Regions from separate parts of the Mus musculus genome. Here regions 2 and 3 are each linked to region 1. A link is a contact called in public promoter capture Hi-C data. All regions are on one chromosome and are shown on one strand. The core of a region is the stretch at or near the end of the contact, and the rest is flanking DNA. Distances in the headings are between cores, read along the strand shown.

Region 1 (4,163 bases), core at 787-3,286:
GGAGAGGAGAGGTACAGAGCCCGGAAAGACAAAGGCCACCTGGGTCTCTGGAGCAAATCCCTCAGAACTTCTGCAGCGTCCGATCAGTCCTGACGTGCTGCAGCACTACCTCCTTGGCGGAAGATGCGCACTTGTACTCCAGCTCTGCACGAGCAGCGCCCTGCTTCTTGCGCAGGTGACAGAGAAGCGCCAAAAGCGCCACCACCAGGGACAGGCTGGCAATGGAGATGCCAATGAGCACGCCAGAGTGCACTGGCCTTGCAGAAGGGGGACCTGTCGGAGAGCCTGGCGTAGGGCTGACTGGAGGCTCCCCAGAGCCCTCCTCTTCCTTGGTGTCTTCCCTAACAGGGATGGGGTCACAGTCTTTGCTAATCTGACCAGCAAGGGCTGTGTCAGGCCCGCAGATACACTCATAGGAGCCAGGGAAGTTTCGACATTCACTGGTGAAGCATTCGCCTTGACTGCACTCATCAATGTCCGTGCATACGGAACCCTCGTCCAGGATGAAGCCTTCAGGGCATTCACAAACAGTAGGAGAGTTAGGGTCACAGTCTGCTGGGCACGAAGTTTCATTGCAGAACATTTCGCACTTGTGCGGTTCATCCGGCTTGGGTGCGAAGCCTGGAGCGCAGATGCATCGGTAGTCGGTGGGGCTCACTGGCTGGCACTGAAACTCGCAGTTAGATCCGAAACACGGATCCAGAAGCTCCACGCACTCTCCATCCACCAACTCATAGCCATCATAGCAGAAGCATTCGAAGCCGCCCTTGGTGTTAACACAGAGCTGGGGACATGGATTGGGCCCCTGCTTACAGTCATCCACGTCCTCACACCGGTGTCCGTCTGCAGCCAACTGGTAGCCTGTCTCACACATACAGGAGTAAGAGCCTGGCACTTCAGCGTTGCTGACACAAAAATGCTCGCAGAGTTCGTTGCACGATTGAACCACAGGTCTTGCACACGAACGTCCATCGGCCTGCAGGTCCATGTCTCTGGGGCAGAGGCATCTGGGTTCATTCGTGCTCCTATTGCACAAGTACTCACAGCCACCATTCTCCACGCTGCAATTCCAGGCTCCTGTCGCTTCCCAAGCCCAGTGTCCCTCTGAAGTTCCGGGCGGGGCCCTGCACACCAGCTCCAAGCCAAGGGGCTCCACCGCGGCGGAACTGCCTACCGGCAGCGTTTGAAAGTCCGCACCACTGACCCCGAACGGGGTGTTGTAGGTACTAGAGATGTGGGCAGCCTCAGGATCGCGAGTATTCACCGTCAGAGGCCTGCAGGAAGCTGTGAAGTAAAACTCACAGAGGAAACCCTGGGTCTCAGTCTCGCATGGCTTCTCTTCCCAGGCCGGCTCGCCGGGTGCAGCTTCAGTTGCTGTCGAGACCGTGACGCACAGAGGGCCGCAGAGTGGAGCCGTCTGGTCGTTGGGCCGCGCCCACCTGCTGTAACTGGTGTGGTTATCGCCAGTAACCCACTGGAAGCCGCGCAGGGGCCCGAGATGCACCGGGTCGTCACAGCCCTGCGGGAGCTGTAAACCGATCCAGGGCCCTAAATCCATACTGCTCTGGCTCAGCAGAAGGGAGATGACATCGGCAGCCACTGAGGAGCGCACTGTCATCAAATGTCCTTGCAGGCGCTGGCAGGCCTGGCTGGCATCGAGGAAGGTCGCGGGGCCCTGGAAAAGCGCGAAGCACTCATGCTCCACGCATTGACTGCCTGTGGGCTGCAGCTTGGCTAGTGCGGAGAGCCCCAGGCTAGCTGGAGCCAGCACACCCAGAAAGAAAATCCCAAGCATGCTGTCCAGGGGTGCACCGTGCAAGTTCCGAGAAAAGCTAGCCCTGCGCTGGTGCAGACACCCAGTCCAGGCAGAGGGGTTTCCGTATGCCTGCGGCGACAGCAGCTAGCCTCTATCACAACCTAGACGTTTCTAGCCCAGGCTCCTAGTCCCTGCGAGGCAGCCTCTAACATGCCACTCCGCTGAAGCTCCAGTTTATAAATGCGCGGCCCTCCCTCTTTGCACGTTCGGGAAAAGGAAGGAAGTGCCTGGTGGGAAGGGCTGATGCTGCGTTCTCGGATTACTGGGTTCTCCGGACGCCTTGCGCCCGCCCTCCAGCCTGGGATCACCTCTGCGCGATGAGTTAAAAAGTCTGTCTGGGCGTTGGGAGGCCCTCGGGCGTGGCCTGCAGGCGCCACCACAGAACAGAACTGTGTCAGCAAGACGACAGTTCCTGCCCCAGACTCTCCGGTATAGCCCGCGGGTAGCCTGTGTTTAAACCTCTACACACGTACACACACTCAGACGCGAACACACACACACTCACACTCACACTTCCACATAGATGCTACCAAAGTTTGGAAGATGGTCCGGTTGGTGGGGCAGGGAAAAGAAAAGTCCAGTAGAGGTGTGTCTGAGACTTGCAAGACTCTGAAAAAGGTGAGCTAAATGCAAGGCAGGAACTCAGGAAGCCTGGCTGCATTGACAATCGGAGGTTTAGGTCCCAAATGACCTTGGAGGAGGCCAGGGGAAACAATACTAGGGCAGCAAGAGGAGAGAGTGGTCTAATAACCCCAAACCCTTCTCCAGTCTCCATTCCTCTCCTGTTCTGAGCAGGCATCTCCAAGGCCAGACCCTATCTAGTTGCTTGAGAACATCGTGCAAGTTTTGTCTGGGCTCAGAGATCATGGCCCCCTTTCCCAGTTCAATTCCTGCAGAATCCTCTGGGGAAGGTGTGTTGCGTTCCTTTGTTCTGGTTTGTTTTGTTTTCCTCCAAGCCTATCTCAGACCCCTCAATGAAACTGGCCCCGGGGTGGGGAGGGGGGGAGGGGGCTTTGCAAGGAGACTGTATGAGCTACAATAGAGCCTACTTGGTTCCTTTTGACGTGATCATTTCCATCGTCATTTGAGAGTCTCAAAAGATAGAGGTGCCTACACAATCCGTTTGCTCACAAAGGGCATTGAAGAGGAGTGTCTTGTGGGCAGCTGGGAGGGGAGGAAGGGAATCTGTCACTTAAGACTTTTAGATGCTAAGCACTCACCAAGAATGTGGAGGGCTGTGTTCAAATCAAAGCTTAGCCACCTCCTCCCCACCTCTCTCATCTGCCTATTCCCCAAGCGTGCGCGTCATCACACACACACACACACACACACACACACACACACACACACACCAAGAGGACCCTGCACTCCGTGGCAGTCACTTCCACCCCACTGCCAGGAGGCGGTGCTGTTGAACTCTAGACCAATCCAAGGACAGTAGAGCATTACTTACTACAACTGCTACGGAGCAGCTCAGACTGCCTGGAGCAAAGCTGAAGGTTAGGAAATTCGTCTGTGGGAAGCCTCGCGAAGTTCCCATGGCTTACAAATGAATAGCTTCTCTGGTTCAGTACAGCTCGGACTTTAGATGAGAACAGAAGGCTGCGGTGTCCTCACGTGGAGAAAAACATTCACAGAGGGACGCGTGGCCAAGAGGGTGAAATGAGGCAGGCAGATTTCTGAGTTCGAGGCCAGCCTGGTCTACAAAGTGAGCTCCAGGACAGCCAGGGCTATACAGAGAAACCCTGTCTCAAAAAAACCAAAAAAAAAAAAAAAAAAAAAAAAAAAAAAAAAAAAAAAAGAGGGTGAAATGAAAGCACTGAAATTGTAAAAAGAAGCAGGTGGAACATCCTCCATCTGCTTGCCCATGTGGGACTCTGTCTCTGTCAAGCCAGAGCTGGGACCTGTAGAGTCCACCACCCCCTTGACTGACGTTGTCTTTATTGGGTCAAAGCTGCCTCAGCTCTCCAGGAAAGAAAACTCCAGAGGGAATGGGAATAAATATAGCAATGCCTGGGTCCTAGGAAAGAGAGAAGAATGACTAGGGGTTGGACAAGGGGATAGCCTCTAGAGAAGGGGGCAGCTTTCTTATGTGGGATGGGACCTCCAGGGGCACTGTTCCAGAGTAGGGGCATCCCCTAGGTAGAAGACAACAGGGCATGGACCAGAGGCACTGTCTGCAGAGTGTGAACTGGTGGGATTATTCAGTGCTGTGAGAGCATGGAATTAAATGGTGGTTACCCTCCTGAGTGGGGACTTTTCAATACGACAACTGCCTTAATTAGGGTTTCTGTGGCTGTGAGAAAACACCATGACCAAACGCAACTTGAGGAGAGAGCAGTTTGTT
Region 2 (4,163 bases), core at 491-2,990, 2.5 Mb after region 1:
CAGAGCCCTACCATACTGTATGTGAATTGATAAGTAGCAAAGCTCTCACTTGAAGAACAGTTTGTCTCAGGACCTCTCTCTGAAACACCTCTCTCAACATTGTCCAGTTACTCTAACAGTCTTGTTAGCTACATTTGCAAAAGAACAAGACAAAAATCTATTATTGTTTTATAGACGTTAACACTTTTTTCAAAAATCAGCTAAATAGTAAGGCAATGTGGCACACACCTTTCATTCCAGCACCCAGGAGACAGAGGCAGGTGGATTTCTATGACTCTGAGGTCAGCCTGGTCAACACAGTAAGACCCAATTTCAAAGGGGGTGGGTGTGGGTGTGAATGAAACAAGTAGGTTTTATGGTATGGTTTTATCTTGGGTTGTGAAGGTTAGAGAATTTTTGTCTACTTGACACAAACGTAATTATATCTGGGAAGAGGGAATCTTGAGGAACTGCCTTCATCAGAATCGCTTGGCCACTCTGTAGGAGTATTCTTAATTAATAATTGACTTGGGACAGCCCAGACCACTAAGGGGAGTGTCACCCCAAGGCCTGGGAAGCCATGGGAAGCCAGTAAGCAGCCTTCTTCCAGGATCTCTGAGTTCCTGCCCTGAATACCCTTTATGGCATGGAACTACAACTGCAAGCTGAAATTAGCCCTTTCCTTTTTAGTTTATCTTTGGTCATGGTGTCTTATCACAGAAACAGAAGGCAAATCAAGAGTATTTTTACTGTTTTTTGTTTGTTTGTTTTTAAGATGGGCTCCTTTAGAACTCCTGAACTGAATTGAAGTAATCTTTCTCTGTCACAAAAGTTCTGGGATTGCAGGCATTCCACCATCAGTTCAGAACCAATTTTAAAACTGCTGTTATCTGCGACATTTTCCAGTTTGTGAATATTTTTAACTGTTTTAAAATCAAAAAGTGCCAGAGCAGAAAGTGCGAAGCATAGAGATCCCATTCTAGTCAGTTTATGAGCCATGTGACCTGCAGAGAGTTAACTGTTTTCGTTTACCAGTTCTGCATACTAGTAATCTCTTAAGGAAAGTTGTGAGAATTAACTGAAATATATGTCATAGTTCCTACCATACTAAAAGTACCCAATAAAAGACGGTTTCTCAGGCTGGGGAGATGGCTCAGCCGGTAAGAGCACTGACTGCTCTTTCAAAGGTCCTGAGTTCAAATCCCAGCAACCACATGGTGGCTCACAACCATCTGTAATGAGATCGGACGCCCTCTTCTGGTGTGTCTGAAGTCAGCTACAGTATACTTACATATAATAATAAATAAATTACAAAAAAAAGACACCCCTCCAATCCCCAAGTCCCTGTTTAAAAAAAAAAAAAAAGGTTTCTCTTTAATGTTAAACAACCGGCACTGCAAAACTCAAACACTGCATCATAACCAGTACTTTCTCGACTTTTCTTCAACCTAAAGGTGCCTCTTGCAATCTAAAGATAATAAATTCAAATGGAAAAAATAAAAAGGAGGAGAAGAATGTGCACTTTACTTTGCTGGACAATCGAAAACAGCCCTTTGTTTCAGCCCACAATCTTAGACGCAATTTACTTTCTGGCTTTGCCAGGGAGGAAACCATTCTCTTTAACCCCAATTTTCCTGAAGCTCAGTGAGGTTGCTCAATAAAATTAAATGTCCCTTCTCGGCCACCGTAGCTCAGTTCTCTCCCACCCACCATCCCCACCCCGCACCAGTGCACTTCTATTGGTTGAGCCTATTTGGCGCCAAAGCGAGGAGCTGGTTGCTGGTGTTGTGCGACTCTGAACAATAGAAGTGCCGCGGCCTGGGAACTAGCGACCGTTTGGGGTGACTTGGCAGTTGACGGGACCACGGGACCCGGGCGCGTCCGTCATGTTCTGCGAAAAAGCTATGGAGCTTGTCCGCGAGTTACACCGCGCGCCGGAAGGGCAGCTGCCGGCCTTTAATGTGAGGAGCGGCGGCCGGGAAGGGGCGTGTCGAGGGCCAGGCCTGGGGGCCTAGGGCGGGGCCTCATGCCTTGGGGCGGAGCCTATGCCTGCTGTTGCTTGCTGGAGGTTTTTTTTTTTTTGTTGGTTGCTGGGCTAACTTTATCTCTTTGCTAGATTCCGAGATCGGAAACAAGTTTGAAACGGGGCCAAATCGTAGGAAGAAAAAGACTCATACTTAGGTTACCTGTTGATTTGGTGACTTGCCCCATCTGAGCGTTTCTTGTTTTCGTTTTTTGAGATAAGTCCTCATGTAGTCCAAGCTGGCCTGGAACTCTATTTAAAAAACAAAACAAAACAAAAGAAATTATGAGTATGTGTCTCACTTGCATGAAGGTGCTTCATGGAAGCCAGAAGAGGGTGTGGGTTATAGGTGGGTTGTGGGTGCCAGAGCCATCCCTCCAGATCCACATGCATTTTTATAGCCAGCTTCTTGATGAGCCAGTAGCATCTTAATATAACCCCAGTAGTTCTGGGGATTGCTATGAAGCTGTGTCCCAGCTTCAGCCTTTGTAAACCATAGATTTGCTTTTCTTGTTTGTAGATTTTGCCTCTCCCCCCCATCGCCCCCCCCCCCCCCCCCCCCGCGCCCCATGTATCTGGGTTCATTCGGCTGGCTAGGAGCTGACACGTCATGGAACAGGGCCATGTGGAATCATGTAGAATGCAGTCTTTATTTCTGGCCTCTTTTGCTCAGTATAATGTATTTGAGACTATTCTAATATTCAGTAGTTCAGTAGTTTTATAATGCTTGTTTTTTAAGGATTTATTTTTAAATTTTGTGTGTATGAATGTTCTGCGTGCATGTATATATGTGGCAGCGTGCATGCCTGGTGTCCACAGAGGTCAGAAGAGATCAGTGAATTCTCCTGGAACTGACGGTTATAGACAGTTATGAATCACCATATGGGTGCTAGATGTGTCGAACCTGGGTCCGGTTAAAGGAGCAACCAGTGCCCTTAATCACTGAGCCATCTCTCCAGCCCCTATTGCACTTTTCTTTCTTTCTTTCTTTCTTTCTTTCTTTCTTTCTTTCTTAATCACTGAGCCATCTCTCCAGCCCCTATTGCACTTTTCTTTCTTTCTTTCTTTCTTTCTTTCTTTCTTTCTTTCTTCCTTCCTTCCTTCCTTCCTTCCTTTCTTTCTTTCTTTCTTTCTTTCTTTCTTTCTTTCTAGACTTATTTATTTATTTTACATATGTGACTACACTGATGCTGTCTTCAGACATACAGAAGAAGGCATCAGATTCCATTACAGATGGTTGTGAGCCACCATGTGGTTCCTGGGAATTGAGCTCAGGACCTCTAGAAGAGCAGACAGTGCTCTTAATCTCTGAGCCAATCCCTCCAGCCCCTATTGCACTTTTCCAATGGCTATTTGTTTTATCTTTTAAAAATACACATACAAATATAAACTTGACCGTTTTAACTTAGTGTATGTGCAGTACTAATTACATCCACATTGTTTTCAAACCTTCCTCACTCTTTCCAAACCCATTTCATTACTCCAGCAGAAACTTTGTCACTGTTGAGTAGCACTGCCCAGTCCCCCTTTTCTCACAGGTCCTGATCATCACTTTTCTGTTATATTTATTTACTTATGTGGGTTGTGACATACCATAGCACAGGTGTAGAGGTTAGGGGACAAGAGAGTTGTCCTTCTACTGTGTGAGTTACAGGAGGTCAGCACTCTAGGAAGTAAGTGCCCTTACATGGCGAGCCATCTCACCTGCTCTTATTTTTTAAACGACAGTTTTCATTAAGTTGTCAAAGCTGGCCTCAACCTGAGATATTCCTTCCATTTGCTGGCATTGATTCTAGGCCTGTGCTGCTGTGTCTGGCTACATTGCTTTTCTATGTATGAATTTGCCTTGCCTGGTATTTCAAGTAAGGAGACTCAAACTATAGTCCTTTTGTGTCTGGTGCCTCTGGTTTAATGTGGAGTTTTCAGGATCTATCTATGTTTATCATGTGTCAGTACTCATTCCTTCTCATAGCTGAATTACATTCCATTGGGTGATATACCACATTTGGCTTATCTCTCCATCTGTTGTTGGTCCTTTGAATTATTTTTGCTTTTTGACTATTTTGAATAATTCTGCCCAGTCAGCGTATGCCTATAATTCCAGGATTTGGGGTGCTGAGGCAGGAAATGTAATGTGAGTTTTAGGTCAGCCTGGGTCACA
Region 3 (4,163 bases), core at 605-3,104, 2.3 Mb after region 1:
CACCAAACTGTGCTGTGTGTGCTGTGCCAAGCACCTGCAGGGCCTGTCAATCACAGCTGGAAGACACCCAGCCACGGGGTTTCTAAACCTAAGAGTCTAGAGTGGGCCCCCGAATTTGCATCTCTAAAAGCTTCCTGGTCCAGCAGCATTGGTCTGGACCTTTGAAAAGCATTAGCCTGAAGATCACTGGAAGGATAATAGTGCCACTCAAATTTTTGGAACAAGTTGTCATTATCACACATAAACAGATCAGGCCTAAACAGCCCAATGACTTAACAACTCTCTAAGTGGCTCCCAGAGCAGCTGCAGTCGGTCTGTTCCCTGTTCACACTGTAACCCCTGGAGGTTGCAGAAACGGGCAAAGGGCAAAGATGCTGCTGACAGATAGGAAGCCAGACATTTGGAGAAGCTGCTTTCTTGCATGTCAGTTTGGCGAAGTTCAAACTCTGTCTGGCTCACACAGCTCTAATAGTAGAAGAATAGAGGCCAGAGAATTCCTAGAAGACCACACCCAAGCCTCACCATAAGGCTGATACCACTTCTTATCAGCTACAAGCTTGGTCGTCCCAGCGGCCTTGACCTCTTAAGGGAGGAGAGGTTTCCAAAGAAGCCGCACACTTTCTGCCCCCTTCCTTCTGCAAACTGCTATACTCACTTGAAGGACACTTTCTGCAAACGCAAGAACTTCTTAACCCAAGTTGAAGAATTTGCTGACTCAAGTCTAAAGGCAACACTTATCTAGTAAAAGACTCATTTAGATTAAACTTGTCAAGTGATATAATATACGGGGGAAAAATGACTTGTCCAAAGTTTCTTTAAAGTTTTGTGCTTTAAAAAAAGAACAGGGGGCTGGCAAGATGGCTCAGTGGTTAAGAGCGCTGACTGCTCTTTCGAAGTTCCCGAGTTCAAATCCCAGCAACCACATGGTGGCTCACAACCATCCGTAATGAAATCTGATGCCCTCTTCTGGAGTATCTGAAGACAGCTACAGTGTACTTACATATAATAAATAAATAAATAAATAAATAAATAAATAAATAAATAAATAAAAACAGACCCTATAATTTCTGAATATATTAAATCAGAACTGCTACAGCTTATTGATCACCAGTAAGCCTGGACAGGTTACTGTATCCCCACCCCCAGCACTGCGGTACAGACAGCATAAGAGGTGAGTATTGCTTTCTCATTTTACAAATGGGGCGATTGAGACGCACCAAAGCTGAAGAGGTAGTGAAACTGCAGACACCAGATTCCACCTCTAACTTTGGTCCTTAAACAAAGCATCACCTGCCACCTCGTCTTAAAGACCTTCAGTTCGTCCCTTACGCATCTCTGACCCATCCAACCCTCGCTCCCATCCCACAGGAATGCAAAAGTTCCCAACCCTCTGCTGTGCACCAGAGACACAGCCTGTCTGTCCAGCCCCTCTCAGTCCAACCCCTCCTTCAGTTCTCGGCTCCTCCGTGTGTTTCCCTGCCTCCACCCTCAGCAGAATCCGGGCTCATCAGAAAACTGACAGCTAGAGTGACTGATGTGTCTCGTTTAGAGATCAAGGGGGAGGCTGGTACATAGTCCAAGCTGGCTTTGAGTTCAGCTCCTCTTGACTCAGACTCCGGAGAGCTGAAGTTACACCTGCCTTTGACACTGTAGACGTTTGTTTTTGGGGTGCAGTTCTTAGACCGAGAACTTCCTGCCCACATACCCCAACCGGAGGAGATAAGCAGTTCCCTCCCAGGGGCTGACACTTTCTTCTTCCTGCACCCACCAAGCTCTGTTTACACTGCAAGGTTTGTCCTCAGGGGAGCCTCGAGCCCTAGCACCTGCAGTTGCCGATAGCAACCTATGTACTTTGCGTTTACCCTGCTGATCTGGGGGCCCTGAGTCAGAAAAGCCTGGACTCTTGGAGCATGGGCTCTCTCCATCTAGGCCTATCTGGGGTCCTAAGCTTTGTGTCTGAAGACAAAGCCCCCTAGAATCTGTGTTAGGGTAGAACACTCTGAGGTTAAACCGGGTATCCCCAGTTTCCCGCTAGAGACAGCGCTGCAGACTTGGGAGGGTAACTGCTGCTTCGCCAGCTGCAGTCTCTAGATCCGGTGGAATACAGAACAAAGTGACGTGACCCAAGGATTAGGGTGGGTGGTGAAGCATTCTGGAGAAAAGAGCCAAGGCCTGGGGGCAGCTGCTACTGACTGGAGCCTCCCGAGTCTCGGCGAAAATGAGCTGGACCCAGCAAGGCACTCACCAGACACATTCAACTGGCCTCCCAGGAACCAGCCGATCTTGCCCGTCCTGAAGTCACAGTCCCAGACAGTATGGTAAGGAGTGTCCCAAACTAGTGTGTCACGGGCCAGCGGCCCCCAGAAGGCGGCCGGCTCCTGGGCTGCCTGAGCGCTCAACGCGGGGTACGAGCCTGGTTGCGCTGCTGCAGGAACGCAGCCCGGGAGTCGGGTGGCGGTCGAGCGGGACACGCTCAGTGACCACCCCGATTGTCCAGAGCGCCCTTGCAGGCCACGCAGCAGTCGCCCCACACCGCTGCCGAGGCTGCGCGCCGCCATCTCGCCCGACGCCCCACGCGGGTGCGGTAGCCTGAGCGCCCCTAAGAGTCTCCACGGCCCCGCCCCGGCTCCGCCCCCGCGGCCACCACCCACTACTTCTCTCCCGGAGAAGCAGCTTCCTTGAGCCTGCCCCTTCCCACCTCTTCCCTCCTGGACAGGGACTCCGGGAGGTGGGTAGAACTAGGTTTTGTTGTGCGCCCAGTCCGGGGCTAGCCCGCGCTCTCGGCTTCAGTTTCCTGGGTTTCTGCGATCTCTTTTTACAGACCAAATAACTTTCTGGCTGGCGACAGAAGCTGCAAGTACACGGTTGGCCCAGCCTCCGGACCTGGGACACAGGCAGCGCTCTGAGATAAGATTGGGAACGCGTCTAAGTGGTCATAAGAGCGAAGCAGCTCACAGATGGTGTGGATGAACCGTCAGTTGGTTCAGCATACCATAGATTGAAGTCAAAGCTTTCCTCCTTAGGAGACCTTCTGAGAGTAAAGCCCTCTCCCAATGGTGTGGGCCTGTACAACCATGCCACACACACATAAATCACCCGCAGCGGGCTAAAGGGCTGATGAGCAACCCTGGGGGCCTTCAAACAGGAAAGGAGGTGCTATGAAGGCCTGAGTCCAGTAACAATATTTTGGTTACCAGCTGCTGACCTCTGCCAGGGCAGGTACCACTTCCTTGGGACCCTTTGCTGATTCCAGGTGGTGGGAAGCTATGGGAAAGAATAAATCAATGTCCATATCACATTGGGCCTCGTTGACCATCAGCTCCGTCATGAAGTTCAAGTTTTTGTTACTGAATAATCAAGAGTAAAAAGAAATGTGTCTCTACCAAATACTTAAGAAGTGAATAAATAATAAAAAAAATAAACACTAGAGGTCGGAGACTTTGGAAAACTGGTTTGTGGAGTTCTTCGGGCTGGCAAAGACTTTTTCCTGTTGGCAATGACAGCTGTAGATAGGTAGTTTCCTTGGAGGGGATACTGTGGGCAAGCTGCTGAGGAGGAAGGCGGTGCCAACAACTAGCACAGGCATATGTCCTGCCCTCAGCCAAGCACTTGTCCTTAATTCAAAAGTTAGGCAAGTGGGCACAGTGGTGCACATCTGGGGTCCCAGCTATTCACGAGTCCAAGGCAAAAAGATCACACCCTGGAGACCATGAGTTTGAGAGTAGCCTGAACAACATTGCTAGTCTCCACCTTAAGAAACCAAATCAAACCAAAAGCTAGGCTAGGGCCAGAAACAAAACAATGGAACACAGAAGGTTACATAGTGCTCGAATAAATAAGGAAGCACTCAAGCTAATAAAAAGAGACTTATAAAAGAGCACATTTTAGTTGAACACATAAAGCTATAGGTAAGAGAAAGGGCAGACTCTGCCAGGTGGTCTGAGAGATACCCACCAACACTTCCTCCTCCAGTGTGTACTCGGCATTTCCTGCTCCACCAAGACCAGGAGACTGAGCTGGAGGTGTGGAAGCTGAGTTGGGGGTGTGGCTCAGAGACAAAACACCTGCCTAGCATGCACAGGCCCTGAGTTCTACTGTCAGCATGCATAACCCTCTAAAAGGATGAAGATCCAGGCTAGCTGACCTCCTAGCTTTACTCCAGA

The links. Promoter capture Hi-C pulls out the DNA fragments that hold promoters and counts their contacts.
Region 2: a contact with region 1 is called in a promoter capture Hi-C map of pre-B cells, with 3 times the contacts expected there. The contact joins the promoter of Gins1 here to the promoter of Thbd in region 1. A contact is called at or near these places in 4 of 39 promoter capture datasets (cranial neural crest, hippocampal neurons, liver and 1 more).
Region 3: a promoter capture Hi-C map of pre-B cells shows a contact between it and region 1, with 7 times the contacts expected there. The contact joins the promoter of E130215H24Rik here to the promoter of Thbd in region 1. A contact is called at or near these places in 3 of 39 promoter capture datasets (hippocampal neurons, neutrophils and pre-B cells), 1 of 115 datasets of contacts at active chromatin or transcription factors (pro-B cells) and 1 of 9 other capture datasets (liver).

What each region holds. Positions count from the first base shown.
Region 1 is chr2:148,406,152-148,410,314 of GRCm38.p6, forward strand. It overlaps Thbd (thrombomodulin), which reads right to left and starts at 2,037. Exons shown (of 1, transcript NM_009378.3): 1 at 1-2,037. The coding sequence starts at 1,795. The coding sequence ends at 62.
Region 2 is chr2:150,907,854-150,912,016 of GRCm38.p6, forward strand. It overlaps Gins1 (GINS complex subunit 1 (Psf1 homolog)), which reads left to right and starts at 1,741. Exons shown (of 7, transcript NM_027014.1): 1 at 1,741-1,940. The coding sequence starts at 1,866.
Region 3 is chr2:150,665,640-150,669,802 of GRCm38.p6, forward strand. E130215H24Rik (RIKEN cDNA E130215H24 gene) reads left to right here and starts at 1,855. Exons shown (of 2, transcript NR_040331.1): 1 at 1,855-2,318; 2 at 2,822-3,293. It overlaps Acss1 (acyl-CoA synthetase short-chain family member 1), which reads right to left and starts at 2,601. Exons shown (of 14, transcript NM_080575.2): 1 at 2,246-2,601. The coding sequence starts at 2,558.